Linked DNA regions of Mus musculus: region 1 is linked to region 2. The links are chromatin contacts, called in public HiChIP or PLAC-seq maps. All regions are on one chromosome and are shown on one strand. Each heading gives the region's core, a stretch centred on a gene start, on an enhancer-like site or on the middle of the called end of the contact. The rest is flanking DNA. Distances are from core to core; before and after follow the strand shown. Region 1 overlaps Rad51b (RAD51 paralog B). Region 2 overlaps Rad51b (RAD51 paralog B).

Evidence for each region. HiChIP or PLAC-seq counts read pairs in DNA pulled down with a chosen protein or histone mark.
Region 1: a contact with region 2 is called in an H3K27ac HiChIP or PLAC-seq map of embryonic fibroblasts, with 17 read pairs. The contact joins two enhancer-like sites. A contact is called at or near these places in 1 of 39 promoter capture datasets (the 3T3-L1 cell line), 1 of 15 datasets of contacts at CTCF or cohesin (the NIH/3T3 cell line), 8 of 484 Hi-C or Micro-C datasets (the 3T3-L1 cell line, centrocytes, cortical neurons and 3 more) and 3 of 115 datasets of contacts at active chromatin or transcription factors (the 230-238 cell line, embryonic fibroblasts and embryonic stem cells).

Annotation. Positions count from the first base shown.
Region 1 is chr12:79,501,010-79,505,887 of GRCm38.p6, forward strand. The region is part of intron 7 of Rad51b (RAD51 paralog B); the gene reads left to right. Among named protein-coding and RNA genes, the nearest start is that of Rad51b, 210 kb to the left of the region's middle. Within about 2 kb of position 3,047, at least 138 of the 459 cell types and tissues checked have an H3K27ac peak or open chromatin away from gene starts, as enhancers often do. A contact at or near this core is called in embryonic fibroblasts, where this site is marked.
Region 2 is chr12:79,417,416-79,422,360 of GRCm38.p6, forward strand. The region is part of intron 7 of Rad51b (RAD51 paralog B); the gene reads left to right. Among named protein-coding and RNA genes, the nearest start is that of Rad51b, 120 kb to the left of the region's middle. Within about 2 kb of position 3,411, at least 9 of the 459 cell types and tissues checked have an H3K27ac peak or open chromatin away from gene starts, as enhancers often do. A contact at or near this core is called in embryonic fibroblasts, where this site is marked.

The DNA of each region.
Region 1 (4,878 bases), core at 1,797-4,296, 83 kb after region 2:
AGCCACCATGTGGTTGCTGGGATTTGAACTCAGGACCTTTGGAAGGGCAATCAGTGCTCTTAACCACTGAGCCATCTCACCAGCCCCTCTTACGGACCTTTAAAAGCAGTGTATTGCTGGATTTAAACTTCTTTTAAAAAGCCCTTTTTAATTTATTTTTGTATGTTTGAGTGTTTTCCCTGCATGTTTGTCTTTGTACCAAGTGAGTGCAGTGGCCGTGGAGGCCACAATAGGCATTGTGTGCCCTGAGACGTGAGTTACAGATAGTTCTGAGCTGCCATGTGGGTGCTGGGATCCAAACCCAGGTCCTCTGCAAGAAAGGAAGTGCTCTTAACCACTGAGCTGATTCTCCAGCCCCTGAAATTCTTTCATCATCATAGAGCAATGAGAATCAAGGTTGTTACTAGTTTGTATCACAGAAAAATTCTGCCTGTAAATGGTGTAAGCAGTAAGGACATTTGCCTTCTTATTATATAACGAGGGCCCTGGGTTGGTGACCCTTCAGCTCAGTTACATCATTATGCACTCATATTTTATGAAATAGGTTTTGCTAGCTATGCTGGATCCTATACCATGACATTCCTATCTTGTCCTGAACTCACACTGCCCATTACTGAAGATAGAACAACTCTCATGCGACTTGTTTGCTTTACTTGGTCCAAAACAACTTTTTTGCCAATATCAGGAATGTTCTATATTTATACTGTTCAATATAGTAAGCCATTAACCACACATGACAATTTTTGCACACTTCAAAGAAATGGGTGCTATAACTAAGAAACTAAAGTTTTAAAATTCAGTTTATAGAACCATATATGTATGGCAAGTGGCCATGTATTGGACTGGGTACAACTAGATCAACAATCTGGGGAAGCAGTCAATTAAAGCATTCATTTGTCTTTAGATTTTGTCCTAACTTTTGACCCAAACAAAACCAAATGAATAAAACCACAATACATATATAAAGGCTAGCAGTAGAGTGTCTTCGTGGCAGCGGATAAGATGGGAAATGCTGATAGATTAGGATGAGTCAGCAGAGCTGAGTAATGGGCGTTTTGCTGAGGAGCCCTGCTGCTGAGTGTGCTTTTCTCACTTAGGGAGCTGCTTTGTTTGTAGGCTATACATTGTCCTGCCCCAGGCTGGCCACTCCAAAGCTGGGAAAGGTCATGGATAGCATCTGTATGCATCCATCCAATCAATATGTACAGGCCCTTTGTTGTGAGCTAGGTGTTGTTGTAGGTGTTGAAAATACAGTAAAGAGGAAAAGTTGTCTGTTTTGTGGCCCTTGGAACTGTTACAAGCAAATGAGCAATGCAGTTTCAAATTATGACGAGTATTTAGAAGCAAGTACAGACAGTGAGGCGGAGTGAAGGAGGTAAACCTTAACAGTTGTCTAGATCCAGGACTTTTCCTGGAAGAACTCAGGTGGTTTGGGCTTTCTCTCCAGGAAGAAGACTTTTGGTCTTATTTACTTTTACATCAGAAAATAAAAGGGCTCAAGCATTTGATATAATCCAAAAGGAAGAAAAGTCAGATGTGTTCGCAAGAAGACACTGATTTTTGTCTTCTATGCAAAGCTCAGTCTTGCCTGCCATGTTCTGGTGAACTCTGTGTGGCCCTGCACAGAGCAAAGTTTATTTCTTGTTTGTGTTCCCATATATCTTTTGCTTTGTCTGGAGTACTTTGGCTTTCTATAGTGGGTTTCTGGCCTCCAGCTTTCTCATCATAAAGTAGGATTATCATCATAATATTTATGAATCATACGGCTCTGGAAAGATCTGTCCTTAATCAAAATAATTATTAAATGTCTCATAAACTTGTAGGCCAAAGAAAACATTTAACTTTTTTATTAAATTTGTGCAAATCATTCAGTGAGTTCAGGTTTTCATTCTCGCCCCCCCCTCCCCCAATTTTAAAATAAAGTAGTCGTAGGCTTGTCAAGAATGGTAAGAACTGGATCCTGACAGGAATGGTAGAAACAGAAACAAGCACAGCCTTTCTGGAGAGCCAGTTGGCAGGACAACAGACAGTTCTCTAAAATATGCAGATTTACATCTTCGCCCCCAAATATAAAACTGAATCAGCGTTCAAAGGCATGTGTTCAGAGACATTCATCATCATGTTGCTCATGATGATAACAGGCGGCTCACAGCTCAGTCGTTTAATATAGGGACAGTTCAGTTATATGTTCATTGTCAAACTGTGTGTAGCTATTAATGTAATGATGGCATTAATAGGAATTAATGGCTTTGGAAAGAAGTTCAGAGTGTTCTAGCATTTATAGTGTCCCATGCTGCTTCTCTTTGAGCATCGGCGGTCAAGAGCGGTAATTGTGATCACTTGTACTAACCTTGACATTCGTAGCATGTTACTGTTGAGTGCTGAAGTGTCCTGGGTAGTATGCTGAGCTCCGCTCAAACATTATCTCAGTGAACTTTCAGCCTAGCCCTACTAGCAGGCACAACTTGGATTATTATTTTGTAGATGAGAAAGCCCACTCTTAGAGGAACATAACTATGTAAGGCCTTATACTGAATGATAACAGGGGCAGCATTCATACCCAAACATTTATCTCTAGAATCGATATTCTCAAAGTTTACAGAGAAGCACTCCAGCGTCTTTATATCCTAGTAGAATGTCATGAGAGGCATGTTGTGGAAAACTCTTTCATATGCTTTCCTGTAACTGTACCTTTATCTGTGAGTACTTGGTTCCCATAAGTGGCAGGGAAGAGGTGGGTTAATATTTAATAAAAACACAGGTCAGCAAATAATAGCTCATGGGCCAAAGCCAGTCTGATGGTGGACTTTGTAAGTCCTGTTTTATCTCAGCAGCACTGTGCTTCATTATTATATATTGTCACTTGCTGTCTCTGTGCCTTATTGACAGGAATGACTAGTTTCAATAAAGATTGTGTGGTATAGAGGCTAAAATTAATAGTATCAGGTTCTTTACAGAAAAAAAATTGCCCATGCCTGCTGTAATACACTAGAAGTCTGGAAGGATATTGATCCTGTCTCAGTGATTGCTTTTCTGTTTAGAGTTCATGTTCTTCAGTAGGTACAGGCCACCAGTGTCCAGGTAGTTGGTGAGGGTTTACTGAGAACATGAACCAATAGCTTATTTCAGGACTTCTGAGCCCCTCTGTGCGTGGCTGGCTGGCATTCCCTAACTGGGCCATCTGTGTTGCCCTGACACTCAGACTGTTGCTGCTTCTCTGAGATGGAATGTGTATTCACAAATGAGGGCTCCATTAGTCATGGTGAATTTCCTGGGCCCTGGAGACATGGCCATGACATCACCAAGAGCCAATCAGAAAGGGGCCTCTATAGTCCAGCCTTCAATCCTCTTTGGAAGACTATAGACTAAGTGTTCTGTTCCTAGCCCTCAGGGTGTGATTTGAAACTGCCTTCCTCATCCAGCCATATTCTGGGCACAAAAGTCTAGCTTCTAGACCCAAGAGGCAAGGGCAAGCTTGATAATCTGCAGAGCTGGAGGCAGATTGCTGTTGAACATTTTTTTCCATGGCTTGGGTTTTTTCTTCCCAGAGTTTTCCACTCCAAATGACGTTGTTGCTTTCTGTGGCAAAGGATGGGTGGTGAAGGATGAAATCTGCATTAGATAAAAGATGGCTGGCAGTTAACATTTCTGGATAAGTATAGGTTGGTAGCATGACAAAAATCAGAAGTGTAGTTTGCTGGTTTGTTACATTGCTTCTCTGTATACTTTAACAGCTTTTAACAGCAACTGCTTTTAGCAAAATTAGTGTGTCTTAAAAACAGGCTCATTACCCACAGATCTTAGGATCTTCCTAATGAGGGTTAGCACCTCATTAAATCTTTTATCATCAAGAAGAAAAGACCCACTACCCCCCACTTCTCTTTTGGGGGGGGATTTAAATATTTTAGACTTACAAGCCTCTTTCTTCTCTTCCTTTTCTTTCATTCTTTTTCTTCTCTCTTCCTGTTCCCATCCCAATTTACGAGAATCATTTGTAGAATTCAGTTTTAGAGGTAACTTTCCTAATCTGTGTTCAAAAGCATCTGTTCAAATATGTATTTCTAATTGGCTCTGTCTCTTGTTACTAAACTATAATAGTTAAAACACCTTTAAATTTTATTCAAGGCTCACACTTGTAATCCTAGCACTTCAAGCGGTGAGGCAGGAGAATCTCAAAGTCAAGGTCAGCCTGAGCAAGAACTTGTCTCAAAAAAAAAAATCCATTGATCCTGGAAATTGAGACTTAGAACCTAAGCCAGGTGTGGTGCCTGTAATACTCAAGAGCCTTAAGTAGTCCAGAGAAGTAACAAAGGTCCAGTGGCAGCCTGAGCTGTAGCGGGAGATCTTGCCTTTAAACCAAACCAAACCAAACACAACCAATCCCCAAAACAACCCTAGGAAACAAAACCAGAAAAAAAAATCTTGAAGTGGACTCATGCAAATAGAGTTTTATAGCTTAATGCAGTTTATGAACCCCAAAATTGTACCTTCTCCCTTCATAAGGAATATATCTAATACCTTTTCATATTTTTCATAAAAATCAAAGAGAAATTGGCAGAGTAGCCTTCATTATTAGTTTACCTACATTTACTAAACATTGCCTCTGTTGTGTTAAATTTTTCCCTTGTTCCTGCATGATGACTATAGTAATAATTATATAATTTAGAGGAGTTTTATTTTTGAAGCATCTTGAAAACACAGGCATTTATCCTTATTTTTTGAAACTATACATACTAGTAACTAAGAGATGCATCCTCTAGAATCATGTAATATACTACAAAAGAGGCACTTAAAAAAATGCACTGTAGAGTTCTTCTCTTAAAAATCTCTATGTCCAGGCCTAGAGAGATGGCTCAATGGCTTAGTGCACTGGCTGCT
Region 2 (4,945 bases), core at 2,161-4,660:
GGCCTATGTAGTGAGGCTCTATCTCAAAACTGAAACAACAACATAAATCAAAGTAAAGGAAAATGAGCTCCCCACAGTGACTAGATTACATAATCCAGAAGCATTCAATTCACGCGGCAATGAATTTCTTAAGAGCAAGCATACGTTCTCTGAATGCTGGAAGCTGGAGAGGCAGGCACTTGGTGAGAAGGGTGAGTGTGTGGAGCACGAACACACTCCCGAGACAACTGGATGGTGTTGATCCTAATGTAGGGGTGTAATATCCTCCAAGTTACACACTCAGTGCTTGTGTTATGCTTCACTTGTAAGTACGGATAAGAAACACAGACTTAAAAAATTCAAACAAAGGATGAATATTTGTAAAAGCATTTTCTGCCCTTTGCTACTGAACTGTCACTGCTCATTTGTTTATTTGCAAGAATCAAAAATTTTAATCACGAGACCTCCGTAGACGCTGCATTTCCTTAAGTGATGGTGTGAAGGTTAGTTTTTGTCAATTTGATACAAGCGAGTCGCCTGAGAGGCAGGAACCTTGAGGAAATGCTTTCAACAGACTGGCATGTGGGCATGTCTGTGTGGCATTTTTTTGATTGTTGGTCGATGTGGGGGCAGGGTAGGCAACTGTGGATGATGCCATCCTTGGGCAGGTGGTCCTGGGTTATGTAAGAAATCAAGCTATGCACGCCAATAAGCAGCGTTTCTCCAAGGTCTCTGCTCCATGCCTGCCTCCATTTTTTCTGCATTGGGTTCCTGCCTTGGCTTCCCTCACTGATGGATTGTGGCATGGTAGTAGTAAGATCAGATACACACCTTCCCCCAAGAGCTTTAGTCAGTCTTTTATCACAGCACTAGAAACCACCTAGGACAAATGGTGTGGCCAAATGGTAAAGAGCACTGGCCCCAGAGAGCCGGGCAGAGCCACAGTCTGGCTGTCTTGCTGTCTCCTTAATCTTAGATTCCTTGCTGCTTCACTCTCTGATTGAGTTTCCTTCTTGATAAAAGTGGCACTCACCTCATGGCATTATTGTTAAAAATGGTTCAGTATATGAAAAAAACAGCACATTGTCAGCCCCAGATGCAAGCTTTTGTTTATCAGTCTGCTTTCCAGTCACTCAGTAAAGACACACACTGACTGAGCATCCCCTGTAGCACATCGATGAATGAGTATTTAGAAGATGCAGGAAGTAATGGGAGAAGCAAGAGGTCTCTTCTAACCACTACAGTCTTGGTGGAGGCAATGCACTATGACATGTGACAGTGTATGCAGAGGATGGAGAACTGTCTCCCTCCCCCCTCAGCTGTTGGGAGTGGAACCCAGAGCCTATACATGCTGGACTAGCTCCCTACTACTGAGCTACATCCCAGCCTCAAGCAATTTCACTTGTGTGTGATACCATTTATAATTTAAAAAATTATTTACTTTTTGTAGACCTTTGAAATTCTTCAGCATGATGTACCCTCTGTTCATTGCATCCCTGCATTATTTTATGGTCTGGCAATTCTTATTTTCTAAATTAAGTCATCACTTTTTTTTCTGTCTTTGGCATTTCTGAATTTCTAACAGCTACTCCGGTGTAGTTCCAGAATGTTTTGTGTCAGACTGATGAAAACACTTAGACATCTACTCCCTGCTTTTTAAAGTTTATTTTATTCATGTTATTATACATTATCTTAACTATTAATCGATTCATAATTATTAAATAATTAACCATTAACAATCTATTAATATTTTAATTAATTAACTAACTAATTAATGGGAACCAACACATGCCACTGCACATGGATGGAGGCCAGAGGACAAGCTGCAGGAATCAGTTTTCTTTTTGTACCACGTGGGCTCTGTTGATTGAGCACAGCTTGTCAGATTTGGTGGTGAGTCCTTTCCCACTGAGACATCTCACCACCCTACTCTGAAAAGGTTTGTAAAGGTGTACATTGGTAGAAAAATAGTCATGTGAGGTGAAATAAACTCACTATGTGAGTAGTCAGGGCAACCTTCCTGGGGTTAGATGGTGATAAGAAACTCCCCTGAGCAGTATTTTCCACTTTCCAGAGTGTGAATGTTCCACGTGGACACCTCAGGCCAGTGGTATGCTATCCCTGAGCAAGCAGTTGGGAAGAGGCGTGCAGAAGAAAACTGTTATGTAGTGTTCCCATCAAATAGACGCAACTGGTACAAATGCCCACCTGCAGAACTAAGAGCAAAGTGTAGTAGCACAAGAAACAAGTAATGAGCTTATTATCTTTGATTTAATAGCATTTATAAAATTGTGCATTCATAGTATTTCATTTTTACTGGTGTCTGTACTTAACAATTAACTTAGAAAAGGTTTGAAAGCATAACAATTAGTGATGATGAGCCCCATACAACTCACTACCTTCATCTCTGTGTGACTCTGGCTAGCAATTTTAGTACTAGCAATTTTACTAAGGAAATTACCTACATATTGTGTAAAGCACAAAGATATTCCAGATGGTGTTATTAATAACAGCCAAGAAATTGGAAACAACCCAATTATTTAAAATGAATGGTGGTTAAATCAGTTCATCGGAATGTTCCCTATAAGTAGAGGTGACTCCTTTGATGACTTTGTAACAACAGGAAAATTCCACATGTTTAAATGAAAATTAAACAAACGTAAAAAAGGAATGTCGAATATCTGCATCTTATAGAATGGCAACACTTAAAATTCGTAGATCTGCTAATAGCAGAAGTAAATGCTAGTGTTTGAAGATTGTAAGAGCATGGCACTGTCCTCTTTATTCTTCTCAGATTTTCCAATAATTAGTGTTTCTCGTATGCAAATGAGAAATATAGTGTCACCTTTTTCTCATAACAAAATTGTAACATCCCTAGATTTCTGCTGCATTTAAGGATAGTATCAAAGTATATCTCTTATTTTACAAATTAAATATTTTAATTTAACATTAAAGAGAATATATATACAAACTGAATTGACTTTTTAATAGATAATATCCAATTTCTTTTGTCCTCAGATTTTATGTATAAACCATTGTAGATTTCCATATAGGATTTGAAATTTTTATAGAAATAATACTTACATTTTAAAAAATTCGTAAGCTGTAAGTGGTTAGCTGTCACTCAAGAAAATTGAAGGTGTGTGGTTCTAAAACAGCCTGGGTCCTGCAGATCCTACATTCTTGTCTGATCTATGTGTGGTTGAATTTCTATCTGTCTTACTTCCTGAAGGAATTTCTCAGATCTTTTCAAATTATCTTCAAATGTAGATAATCTAATTTCACACACTTTTAGAAAACAGTTTAAACTACGTTCTCTGTCCTTTTTAGCCAGTAACGAGTGGGTTAATTTTGGCAGACAGGCTAAGCCCTGTGCAGTTTTCTCTTCCAGATTAAGATGTGATGAAACAAATTCCCGCAGCAGCGCACCGTGCAGGAGGAAATGCCATCTCGATGACTTCTTAAAGCCACTAATTTAAACATCAGAGCAAGCCCCTGTCAGCTTTTCTTCATCCCAAAGTTGTAATATCTCTTCTACTTTATTGACTTGCTGTGGACAGGTTTCAACAGGGATTTGGTTTTAAAAGTAATTCTTAGTGTTTTTATAGAGAAGAAACAGGAGTGTTCCACGATCTCCTGAATTCTGAGTTCCTTCTCTCCTGGGAACTCCTGCTACCTGTTTGTTTGTTTTTTTGTTTTAAAGCATATACTGTTATTAACTTTTGCATTCAATTTTTGTTTGTCTTGATGATCTCTCCCTGAAACACTGCTGTCTTTTTGAGAGATGTGTGTCAGCGGGACTTTGAACTTTATTTACTGATGTGCAAGGTTCCAAAGTTTGGCTTATCCAGTTACCAGTTGTGAGATCCTGGATAATTATTTGGGTTTTAGACATATCTCCGAAATTAAGATAATTTCCCCTAGCTTGCTGAATTACTGAGAGGCCTAGAGATATAACATATACTAGTCCTGACATAGAGTCAGTGTCTAGAGAAGGGCTTCTACCTGATTATCAGCCTTTCGGTTTTAGTTGAGTGAATAATTGCTTGTGGGGAAAGGTTTTATTCCTGAATCATCTTTAAATTATGTCCCCCCACTCTCTCATCACACACATCCTCTCTTTCTTACTCATGTACACTCTTATACACACACACACACACACACACACACACACACACACACACACACACACAGGGTTTTGATGAGTGTAGTTTAGTGAGTTGGTTGTCAGATTGTAAAGGAGCCTTGTAAGGAAACTGAAAAGGAGTGAGGAGAGATGAGACAGAATTTGAGTGTGGAATGACACACGCAGTTTGGAATATTGTAATGGTTGGCACAGCGGATCCTATGGTTAAGTCAAATTGGAAAAAGGTTGAAAACTGGTCACCTTTGAATTTGGCAATTTTACTGATTTCTATGATCACTGGTGTGTGTGTGTGTGTGTGTGTGTGTGTGTGTACACATGTCTCTGGGTGCACTTGTCTGTGGGGACCAGAAGTTGATAACAGGTATCATTTTTCATCACTGTCGACATTATGTTTTCTGAGACAGTCAGAGCTTGGAGATTTGGAAAGACCTAGACCAGCTAACTAGGAAGCCCCTGGGATCCTCCTATCCCTGCCTTCCTGTGCTGGGATTACAGATGTGCACCACTGTGCCCATCTTTTACAGTGTTTATGGTGTGCTGGGTATCTGAACCCAGGTGCTTGTGTGGCAAGTACTTGCGACTCATTCAACTCTCTAGCCTCAGTATTTATAATCTTGTTGATAAAGTAGAGGAATGTAACACATACTTGGAAAGAAAATGATTTATCATGCAATAGCATCAACTAAGATTAGGAGATTATATATAACAAAGACAAGACAACAGTATTATTGCATTGCTTCCTTAGCCTTAGAGTGCTGCATTGTACTTCAAGATGACTGTTAGAACTCCATCTGTAGTATCAGTATTACTCCTGGTAGG